2 separate regions of the Capsicum annuum genome follow, and region 2 is linked to region 1. Evidence: chromatin contacts called from public Hi-C data. All regions are on one chromosome and are shown on one strand. The core of a region is the stretch at or near the end of the contact, and the rest is flanking DNA. Distances in the headings are between cores, read along the strand shown.

The links. A called contact is a pair of places that touch in the nucleus more often than the background predicts.
Region 2: a contact with region 1 is called in a Hi-C map of leaf, with 1.7 times the contacts expected there. The contact joins the promoter of LOC107859710 here to the enhancer-like site in region 1. A contact is called at or near these places in 3 of 5 Hi-C or Micro-C datasets (bud, leaf and placenta).

The regions. Positions count from the first base shown.
Region 1 is chr2:136,047,782-136,052,658 of UCD10Xv1.1, reverse strand. It overlaps LOC107859707 (ABC transporter G family member 31-like), which reads right to left. Exons shown (of 22, transcript XM_047407122.1): 16 at 2,823-2,929; 17 at 2,748-2,821; 18 at 1,026-1,197; 19 at 773-860; 20 at 563-601; 21 at 457-560; 22 at 1-216. Among protein-coding and RNA genes, the nearest start is that of LOC107859707, 8.6 kb to the right of the region's middle. Within about 2 kb of position 2,563, at least 3 of the 5 cell types and tissues checked have an H3K27ac peak or open chromatin away from gene starts, as enhancers often do. A contact at or near this core is called in bud and leaf, where this site is marked.
Region 2 is chr2:136,084,531-136,089,407 of UCD10Xv1.1, reverse strand. It overlaps LOC107859710 (pentatricopeptide repeat-containing protein At3g57430, chloroplastic), which reads right to left and starts at 2,035. Exons shown (of 1, transcript XM_016704798.2): 1 at 1-2,035. The coding sequence starts at 1,288. LOC107859708 (beta-glucuronosyltransferase GlcAT14A) reads left to right here and starts at 2,449. Exons shown (of 4, transcript XM_016704796.2): 1 at 2,449-3,317; 2 at 3,406-3,484; 3 at 3,703-3,818; 4 at 3,911-4,457. The coding sequence starts at 2,759. The coding sequence ends at 4,425.

The DNA of each region.
Region 1 (4,877 bases), core at 1,314-3,813:
GAAGAGCAAGCCAAATCCAGCAAGTATAACAGCAGACCACCAAATCTTCCCAGGGCCAAATCCAAGGCTGACTTCCAAATATTCTTTTACAGTTCTGTTGAATCCAGGTCCTGTTATCCTTGTTTCTACATCACCAAGTTGAGAGCTAATGATGCCACGGAGTGTCCATGCAACTGGGTTGATGCAGTAGAACCATATCCACCATCCGGGGATACTCTAAGTGACACAGGAAAAAGTGACATTCAGAATTCATTAGGTGAATTTCTCTACATTTAATGTTCTTTACAATATAGTCGTCCTCTACATGAAATGATTCTTTATTTTCAATCTTCCTAAGGTGAAGTGTTCTTATAGTGTTTTGGTTAATCACTGCAAAACGTTATCTCAAGAAATCTAGTTCGACACAAACATGACAACCACAATTTTGACAAGTGACAGGGAAGTAAGAATACTTACAGGTTTTGGAACTAGAAAACCAGACATGAGGTTCCACAATGAAATGATAGCTGCTGAAATGATGGCAGCCAAATGTTGAGTTGGTGTAAGACCAATGGCTACATGAATGCAAGAAACATGAAAAGAATGTAGAGGAAAAATTTGCCTGCAAGATACCCAATAATATATTGAGTGACTGAGCCCACCAACTCCAAAAGCAAGGAATATAATAGCTGTTACAGGTGCAGTTCATGGAAAAGGGTCATGATAGTGCAAACATGCATGCGTGGCGCACGAGATGCATGTGCGATGCACACAGAGGCTAATTTCATCATACCCGCTACCCTTTCAAAGTTGATCATGAAATATGTAATGACTCCGTATAATAAGGTCTGGATCATGACATATGGAATCTCAATTAGACCCTGATAGACCAAAAAGGAAAAGTTCATCAGAAGTCATCAATACATATATCAGATCTTTTCGACAACTGCTTGATGTCTTTTCAAGTGGTCAAGAAAACCATATGTTTATACCGTAGTTTTTTACAAATAAAAGTAACTTCTAAAGTTGTCTGTGAATGTGCTAACCTGAGCTGCTGCATATGGTAGCGGGGAATACATTCCTGCAGCCTTTTCCCTATAGAAAACGATTCTTTCAATGGAAACAACTGGCTGTACAGAAGAAGCATTACTGGCCCCCAGAAACAAGACTGAAGCATAAAGAGCGGCCATTACTACAAACAAGTTTTGAGTTGAGTCCCTGTCAAATCATTTCAAGCACAGTATTTTAACGGCTTGGTGCTTTATCATTAAGGTGATTAACCAAATTTTTTTTATCAAGATCACCATTACTCCAAATTTAGAAGGCAGAAATAAAGGGAAGAACATGAAGAAGCTAGCTGAAGCTCTTCTAATTTATTTTCTGTTTAGTGAAAATATAACTGCTCAAACAGTGGGATTCATTACATATGTTTAGCAAGCCCTCTAATCTGGATAATGCTTTATTCTCTAATTTTTATTAATTTAAACCACCAAGCAATTTGGTTCAAGGTTCTTATTCTCCGTCTTTCTTTATAGCAGAAGTTTTTCAAGGTTACTCTTGGCCCAATCTACTCCATTTTCTTATCAGCAAACCAACCCTAACCAGCAGAACTTCTAAATGACATTTCTTCCTGTTGCATCCATCTTTACGATATAGCTATAAAGTTGCACAAGATTTTTCTAGGTGCATAATGAGTACATTCTTCTACAAAGAATCCAGTATAGTTCAACTTAAAGAAACCCAATTTATCCTCAATGGAGGAGTGAATGAAAAGAAAAAACTCTTAAAGAAGATGTAAGAGTGGCTACTGCTCCAACTCTTTCTCTCTTTTCAGAATAAATAGAATACACTTTGTGCATGACTTTCTGGGAATTAACGACATGAAACTCACTTAAGGATGATTGGCTGATGTACCTTCACCAAGTATAAACTGTAACAAGTCCCAAAAATTGAGGAGAAAACCCTCATGACAACACTTGGCTGCCAAAGTTAGATTTGCACCTCGGAGGTCAATTTGTAATTTCCTTCACACAACAACCACAACAACAATAACATACCAAGTATATCCCTACAAAGTGGGGTCTGGGGAGGGTAAAGTGTATGCAGTTCGTACCACTATCTCAGATAAAGTAGAGAGGTTGTTTTTGATAGACTCCAGCTCCTTCACACAAATCTCATATATCAAAAAAAACAAAAAGGCTCCTTTTTTTTTTTTTTTGCTGGAAATATCACAATTCAGCAATTCCGTTTAAGCTATCCTCTTGTTTAACTACAACGCCATTACTCAACGGTTGATTTGAATTATAAGAATTTTGAAGTTTGCTAGCTTCAAAATAAGCTGTGCAGTTTTAAGCGATAGATCAATGCATAAAACAATGCTAAAATAAGTACAGGAAGTTATACTAGAAGATTTTTTTAATGTCCTTAATATTTGTTTCTAGCTTTTTTTGGCATAGTCATCTCCTTATGTCCAAATACAACGCTAATATACTCTGCGCTAAAATAATTGTGCTCTACTATTGAATTGTTACGATGTGAAGGTTACGCTAATTTCTAGTTTAATGCTTCCCTTCATTATGTTATTTGAATCATCCTCTGCAATCTTACCATTTTTAGGAAGTTTTTCCCTAGCATTCACACTAGACCTGTGGCATGATGTAAAGCCATATACTTTGTCGCTATATAGAGAAATGATAAGTGAATTTCACACAGAAACTAGAACAACTGTCCAGTAGTTTGCTGTAGAAATCTCATAAAAAATATGTTACCTTTTCAAACCAACATCCCAAAATATGGAACCAAGAATCAATGCACACATTGTTGTGAAGAACAACCTCATAAAAACTGTATGATGGACTTCTCCAGTATATGAGATTTTGCTTCCACAGGCAGATCTTGAACTGAGAAACTGCACCTTGACTATTTATTGATGTGAAGCCCAGCGGTTCTGTTGAAGTATTGAGTTATTTGTTGTTATTTTTCTTTTTGGTTTAGTAAATTTATTTTTGAAATTCAGTTATTTAAGTTGATATAGAATAGGATTTATTAGTATCCTTGAAGATAGAATAGGATTTTATTAGTTTCCTAGTTAGAAATAGAATAAGATTCTTTTTTCTATTTATATTCTCAGATGTGAATGAATAAACAAGCAAAATATTTTTTTATCCTCAAACGTGTTCTTCTTCTCTGTGTTCTGTAGAACAACAATTGGTATCAAAGCTAGGTTCTTGAGGGATCTGTGAGAGAGAAGACCCCCAAAAATAACCCTGCGTAAAAGTCAATATTGTTATGGCTTCCAACAATTTTTCAATTCCTTCACCTCCAATTTTTTCTGGTGAGAATTATCCAATTTGGGCTATCAAGATGAGAACATACTTGCAAGCATATGATCTGTGGCAAGTGGTAGAAGTTGGAGGAGAGGAAAATCTTTTGCCAGATAATTCAATTATGGCGCAAATTAAGAATCACAGAGAAGAGGTTGCAAAAAACTTTAAAGCTCTCTCTTGCATACAATCAGCACTTTCGGAAGTAATTTTCACTAGAGTTATGACGAGTGAGACTGCAAAGGAGGCTTGGGACAAGTTGAAAGAAGAATTTCACGGAAGTGACAAGATTAGACAAATAAAAGTGATAAATCTGAGAAGAGAGTTTGAAATTCTCAGAATGAAGGATTCAGAAATTATTAAAGAATTCTCCAACAAGTTGGTGAAGGTTGTAAACCAAATCAGACTTATGGGAGAAAAGCTTACAGATTCAAGAATCGTGGAAAAGGTTCTTGTGAGTTTGCCGGAAAGATCTCTTCACTCGAAGATTTGAAGGATCTCACAAAACTGTCACCTTCAAAACTTGTACATGCTCTTCAAGCTCAAGAGCAAAGAAGATCCTTGAGGCTAGAAGAAACTACTGAAACTACTCTTCAAGCCAAGTTCAAAGGGAAGACGCAAATGCAAGAGGAAGGTAAAATCCCAGAAACTTCTACTAATTTTAGTAGAAATAATCAATGCGATTCTCGTAATGGAGTCAAGAAGAGAGAAAACTTTCACCCATGCAAGTATTGCAGAAAAACCAATCATAAAGAGGATGATTGTTGGTTTAAGGGGAAGAAACCACCTCTCCAGCGTAGATATTGCAATAAGCTTGGTTATATTGAAAGGTTTTGCAGAGTGAAGAAAGAGAACAACCAACAAACTCAAAAATCCAACGTTTTGGAAGTTGAAGAAAAGGAGGAGTTTGTGTTTACGGCGATGACAGCAACAAGATTGAACGATAAAAACACATGGTTTCTGGACAGTGGTTGCACTCAACACATGACCAGCAAACGAGAATATTTTACGAAGTTGAAATCTGCCAAAGGTAGTGTCAAGTTGGCCGATAAAACCACGTTGGAGATTGTTAGTAAACAAACTGTGGCAATTGAAGCTCCCAAAGGTACTAAATTTATTCAAGATATTTTATTGGTATCTAATCTTGACCAAAATCTATTGAGTGTTGGTCAAATGCTAGAACGAGATTATATGTTACTGTTCAAAGATAAAAAATGTGTTGTTTCCGAATCTAGCGGCCAAGAAGTGATTACAGTTGAAATGATAAAAAGAAGTTTTCCTTTAAATTGGAACTCAAATTCTGAGCAAGTTTGTCGAAGTAGTCAATGTGAGAAGGTTATTGTGACCACCAAGCACAACGATGACGATTTCATTTTTTATTCTGGAAAAATTGAAAATTGATGCGCTACAATGGACGTTGAAATTTAACAAATCACTTCTCAAGAAAATCCTCAAAAGCTTCAAAACAATAAGGAGAGTATAACTAAGGATAATCCACATACTGTAGCTGGGACCACATTCGAATCTCCAGACTCTGGCAATAACGATAATTCCAATTCAGACCTCACATTTCAT
Region 2 (4,877 bases), core at 786-3,285, 37 kb before region 1:
CCAATTTAATAACATACCCATGGATGACTTCTTTAACGGTAAATTCTTCACAATGTACACAGGCAGGCAAAACACTTGCGATAGTGATCGGGTTTGGATTTAGCCCAGAGAATTCCACCATCTCTGTAAATAACATCAATGCCTCCGTAAAGAATCCATTTTGTGTGTAGCCAGCAAGCATAGCATTCCAAAGCCCTATGCTCCTTTTCAAGGCACTGTCAAAAGCTCGACGCCCACTTTCAACCTGTTGACAATTGCAATACATATCAACCAATGCACTATCAACAAATGAGTTCCCAATCAAATCCTCATTCTTCAAAACATAACAATGAATTTGCTTCCCAACATCCAGCAAAGCCAGATGAGAACAAGCAGGAACAACACTTGAAATCGTGACTCCATCAAGCTTTATCTCTTCTTGTATCATGACTCTAAAGTTATCCAACGCCTCTTGAAACTGGTTATTCTGTGAAAAAGAACTTATAATAGTATTCCACGAAACAATATCCCGATCAGCAAACAACTCAAAAACAGCTCTTGCATCATCCACTCTTCCTAGTTTTGCATACATAGACATCAAAGCATTGTTTGTATGAGTCCTCCTATCATCTACTCTCAAACTATACCCGTGCACTTGCTTTCCAAGCCTCAACCCATCAGTCCTAGGTAAATTACTACAAGCAAGTGCCATACTCACCAACGTAAATGAACTAGCCTCGAATCCATCTAACCCCATCAACCTAAAAGCCTCCAATGCCAACTCCCACTCCTCAAATTTACAAAGAGCATTAATCAAAGAATTCCAAGAAACTTGATCTCTCTGACTAATCCTATCAAACACTTTATAAACATCATGAACACTCCCACCGCACCTCCCAAGTAAATGGATAACAGAATTCGCCACGGTGACTGATGTAGTATCATACCCAAATTTAACAACAGCCCCATGTATCTGTTTTCCAAGATTCAAGTCCTGAAGACCAGTAACAGCTTTCAGAACAGCAGGGAAAACAAAATTATCAGGCTTAATGCCTTCAACATTCATCTGTATATATGTAAAGATTGCTTCTTTGAAGCAGTTTAAGCGTACTTGGGACCGAAGAGTATCGATCCATGGAGCTACAGAGGGTGTTTCTGAGGTGAGTTCTTGTTGATATTTCTTGGAAATGAGTGTACTTGTGAGTGAAGAAGGTAGTTTTCTTGGTGGGTTTTGGGTAAGTGAATAGGAAGGATGTTGAAGAGAAACACTAAGAGGGGAAACAGAGAGTGTACATGTCCAAAGGGACATTGTTGGTAGTTAAGACAGTTTGGATAAGTAACAGAACAATAGTGATGAGGTTGTTTTAAGTTTGGGATAATAGCATCTTTGGTCCCTCAATTATTAGTAAATTTTGACTTTTGGTCGTTGTGAACTTCTTCTAAACTCTAAAAGAAATATTAGATTATGCTTCCGGTGGAAACACGCTTGATCCTATTATGGGGCCAAATACATCTAACCTTTGATTAATTAAAATGTGTATTATTGATTCGTCTAGGTAGAAAATATGTTTTGTTTGTACTTATTTTAGAAGTATGAGGAAAGAAACATGAGTCGCAAAGAGTTAAGGGATCTTAGTAGCTTAGTTGGTTGACTATCTGAACTCCATCTTGTTGGTGAGAGTTATATTTCCCACGTTGCAAGCCCTTTCATATTCCCCGTTTCCTTACCCCCAACCCCCAACCAATTTTCCTTCTTCTCTTTTTTTAGAAAAGAAGAGTCTCAAGGAGTTGTTCATGGACAGATGTAGACATAATTGTATAAGCTAAATGTGCAATTTTACACTCAACTGATTTCCAAGTGGATGATTCAATATCTCTTACATGACTATGAAATACCTATTTTGAAAATTAAAAGAGCATTATATTAAGTTGGAATGAAACAAGGGAATTAGGTTGACATAATTTCTGAAAAGAAAAAAAAAGAAGAAGAAAAACTAGCCCACAAAAAACTATAACCTCTGTCAGCGTTACAGGTTCATGCTTCCTCGAAAAAATTTGATTGTAAATTCAGTTATTAGTATTATATTATACTTATTATCATATATTAATTTAAGATTTTTATAGAACTCATACAAGTTTAAAATAGCTGATCCGAGTGCTTGAGAAGACTAATCAATACACGTCTGATGAATGGTTCCAACTAGCTGTATTATTTTGACCTTTTACTATTACTTCACTTAAAAAAATAAATTTCTCCGTTCATTTTTATTTGCTCATAATAGATTTTACACACCATTAAGAGAAAAAATGAAGTACATATTTTATTATGATTTATAATCTTAACGGACTTGAGAAATGATCTAGAATGAGTAGTTAATATTAAGATTATAATATAAAAAAAAAATTATCTTTTCTTGATAAGCTAAAGTGGATAAATAAAAATTAAAAACAAATAAAGGTGAACGGACTGTCTGTAGTTCCAGCTTGAAGCGGCTGTTGCCTTGTCACCAGAAAAAAACATGGAAATTTGGTGGTGTAGTTGTGCTGTAAGTTTTCATCAACATAGCATTTATTTCCTAACAATTAATTAAGATGTCACACATGACCTGTTTCATTTTGGTTGGTAACGTATCTTATTTTTTCACTCTCTAACATGTCCCACAAACCTGTTTTATTCACTTGTCATAATTAGCCAAAGCCTATTACATCTTCCTGAAAATTCACGTCATTAAGCCTTTCAGTATAATATTAAGATCAAATATTCAACAGATAATCAACAATGATGTTACTTTCCTGGAATTGGAGAAGTCGTCAAGGTGTTCCGTTTCCGGTTTTTGTTGCAGCAGTTTTGCTACTTTTAGTCTTAGGATTCTTCTGCAGCAGATTTGATGATCAGTACAGGTTGATGAATAGTATTCCAGATCGTGCAAACGTGGCATCGATAAAGAGAGTTACAAAGATGATCCATCCGTCAAAAGGACGGCCTGGTGATCCTCCAATCTTGGCTTATTGGATTTTTGGTTATAAAGGGGAAAGTAAAAGAATGTTGAGGCTATTAAGAGCAGTGTATCACCCAAGAAATCAGTATCTTTTGCAACTTCTTGATGGAGATGGAGATGAAGAAAGAGTTGAATTAGCTGTTTCAGTTGAATCCGAACATGTGTTTAAAGTATTTGGGAATGTGAACGTTGTTGGAAAAAGTTATGCTGTGGAGGAATCAGGTGCCTCTGCTCTTGCTGCTATGCTTCATGCTGCTGCCTTGCTCCTTCGAATTAGTCCGACATGGGACTGGTTTTTCACCTTAAGCTCTTCTGACTACCCTCTTCTTACTCAAGATGGTAAATTTTTCGTGATCACCAGTAGCTTAGCTAGTCCTATTACTTTGTAACACTGCAACTAATTGACCATCCGCTCTTTTGATTGCAGATGTCTTGTTTGCTCTCACTTCCTTGCCAAGGGATCTCAATTTCGTAGGCTTCACCAATAGGACTTTTGATCAGAAAGGGTAAGCTGTCACTGATTGCCAATAGTCCTTTTTCGGGACTAACTCAAACCATGTTAAGGAGTCTAAATGTGCATTTTCAAAGTTGGGATGCTTAGTTGTCAGTTAAGATCAAGTGTCTATGTACTACGCCTTTTATATATATACCTTAGAGCTTTGCACGTAACCAACGCTGCAACTAAGGGTGTGATTGTTTTTCTGAAAATGCAATGTTACTGCAGGCAGAACAACTTCAATCGGATTGTTGTTGATCCAAGCCTATATTCAAAACAGGCTGCTCCACTTTACTATGCTGTAGAGACTAGAGAAGTACCAACAACTTTCGATATATTCGAAGGTTGGCTAATTAATTCATTTGCTTTATATATGTATAATGTATTGTGTAATTTTCAAAAATGATCTCATTTCTTGTTAAATTTCAATTTCTAGGTTCGCCTTGGATGGTGTTGAGCAGAGGATTTATGGAGCACTGCATCAAAGGTTGGGACAATTTCCCTAGGAAGTTACTTATGTACTACGCCAATGTAGTGTCTCCTCTTGAATCCTACTTCCACACTGTTCTATGCAATTCACCAGAATTTATAAAAACAATAGTAAACCAGGATCTCAGGTGTTCCGCGCCAATAAATGTTTCAAACCACTACGATGATCTTGTGAACAGATGGGCAGTATTTGCTCGGCCATTTAAAGAAGGCGATCCTACTTTAGATGAGATAGACAGGGGTATCCTAGATCGCTCGCCCCAGGGGCTGGTGCATGGGAAGTGGTGCAATTCTGGAGGACACAATTCTTCTTCTTGTAGTTCTAATTCTAGTACTAATTGGGATGACATTGATTCATTGGATCCTGGATTTTATGGCCAAAAACTCCAGAATATTTTGTCCAATTTTACTGTTGGAGATCATCATATGGTAACCAATCATTGTCACGTCAGTTCATCTTAATATATATACTCCATATTCTTTTGTTTTCGAAATGATGTCTAGTTGCATCCTCTACTCTTTTTTTCTGATGAATAATTTTCAGCCCTTAAATCAGTATATGCAAGAGAAAAAAAATAAAAAAATCCAAACTCGTACTTTAACAGATATCAAGTAATTTAAGTTACTTCCATTTAACACACATGAAAAGTAATTAATAATCATAGACATTAAAGAAACTGCACCCTTGTATAATTTCAGCCATGGAAAACGTTAAAAATTATACAAGAAATCAATAAACCTTAAGATAGGCATGACAAAATAAGAAGGGCATTATACATATATGGTCAGCCGGCCAAAACAATTACATTCGCTAGATAATTTATTCGTAAATTCAAATTTGATGCTTTTGAGTTGGCAAATGTCATTGCTAAATGAACGTTGTCGGTGAAATTTTTGATCTGACGGCCACATCT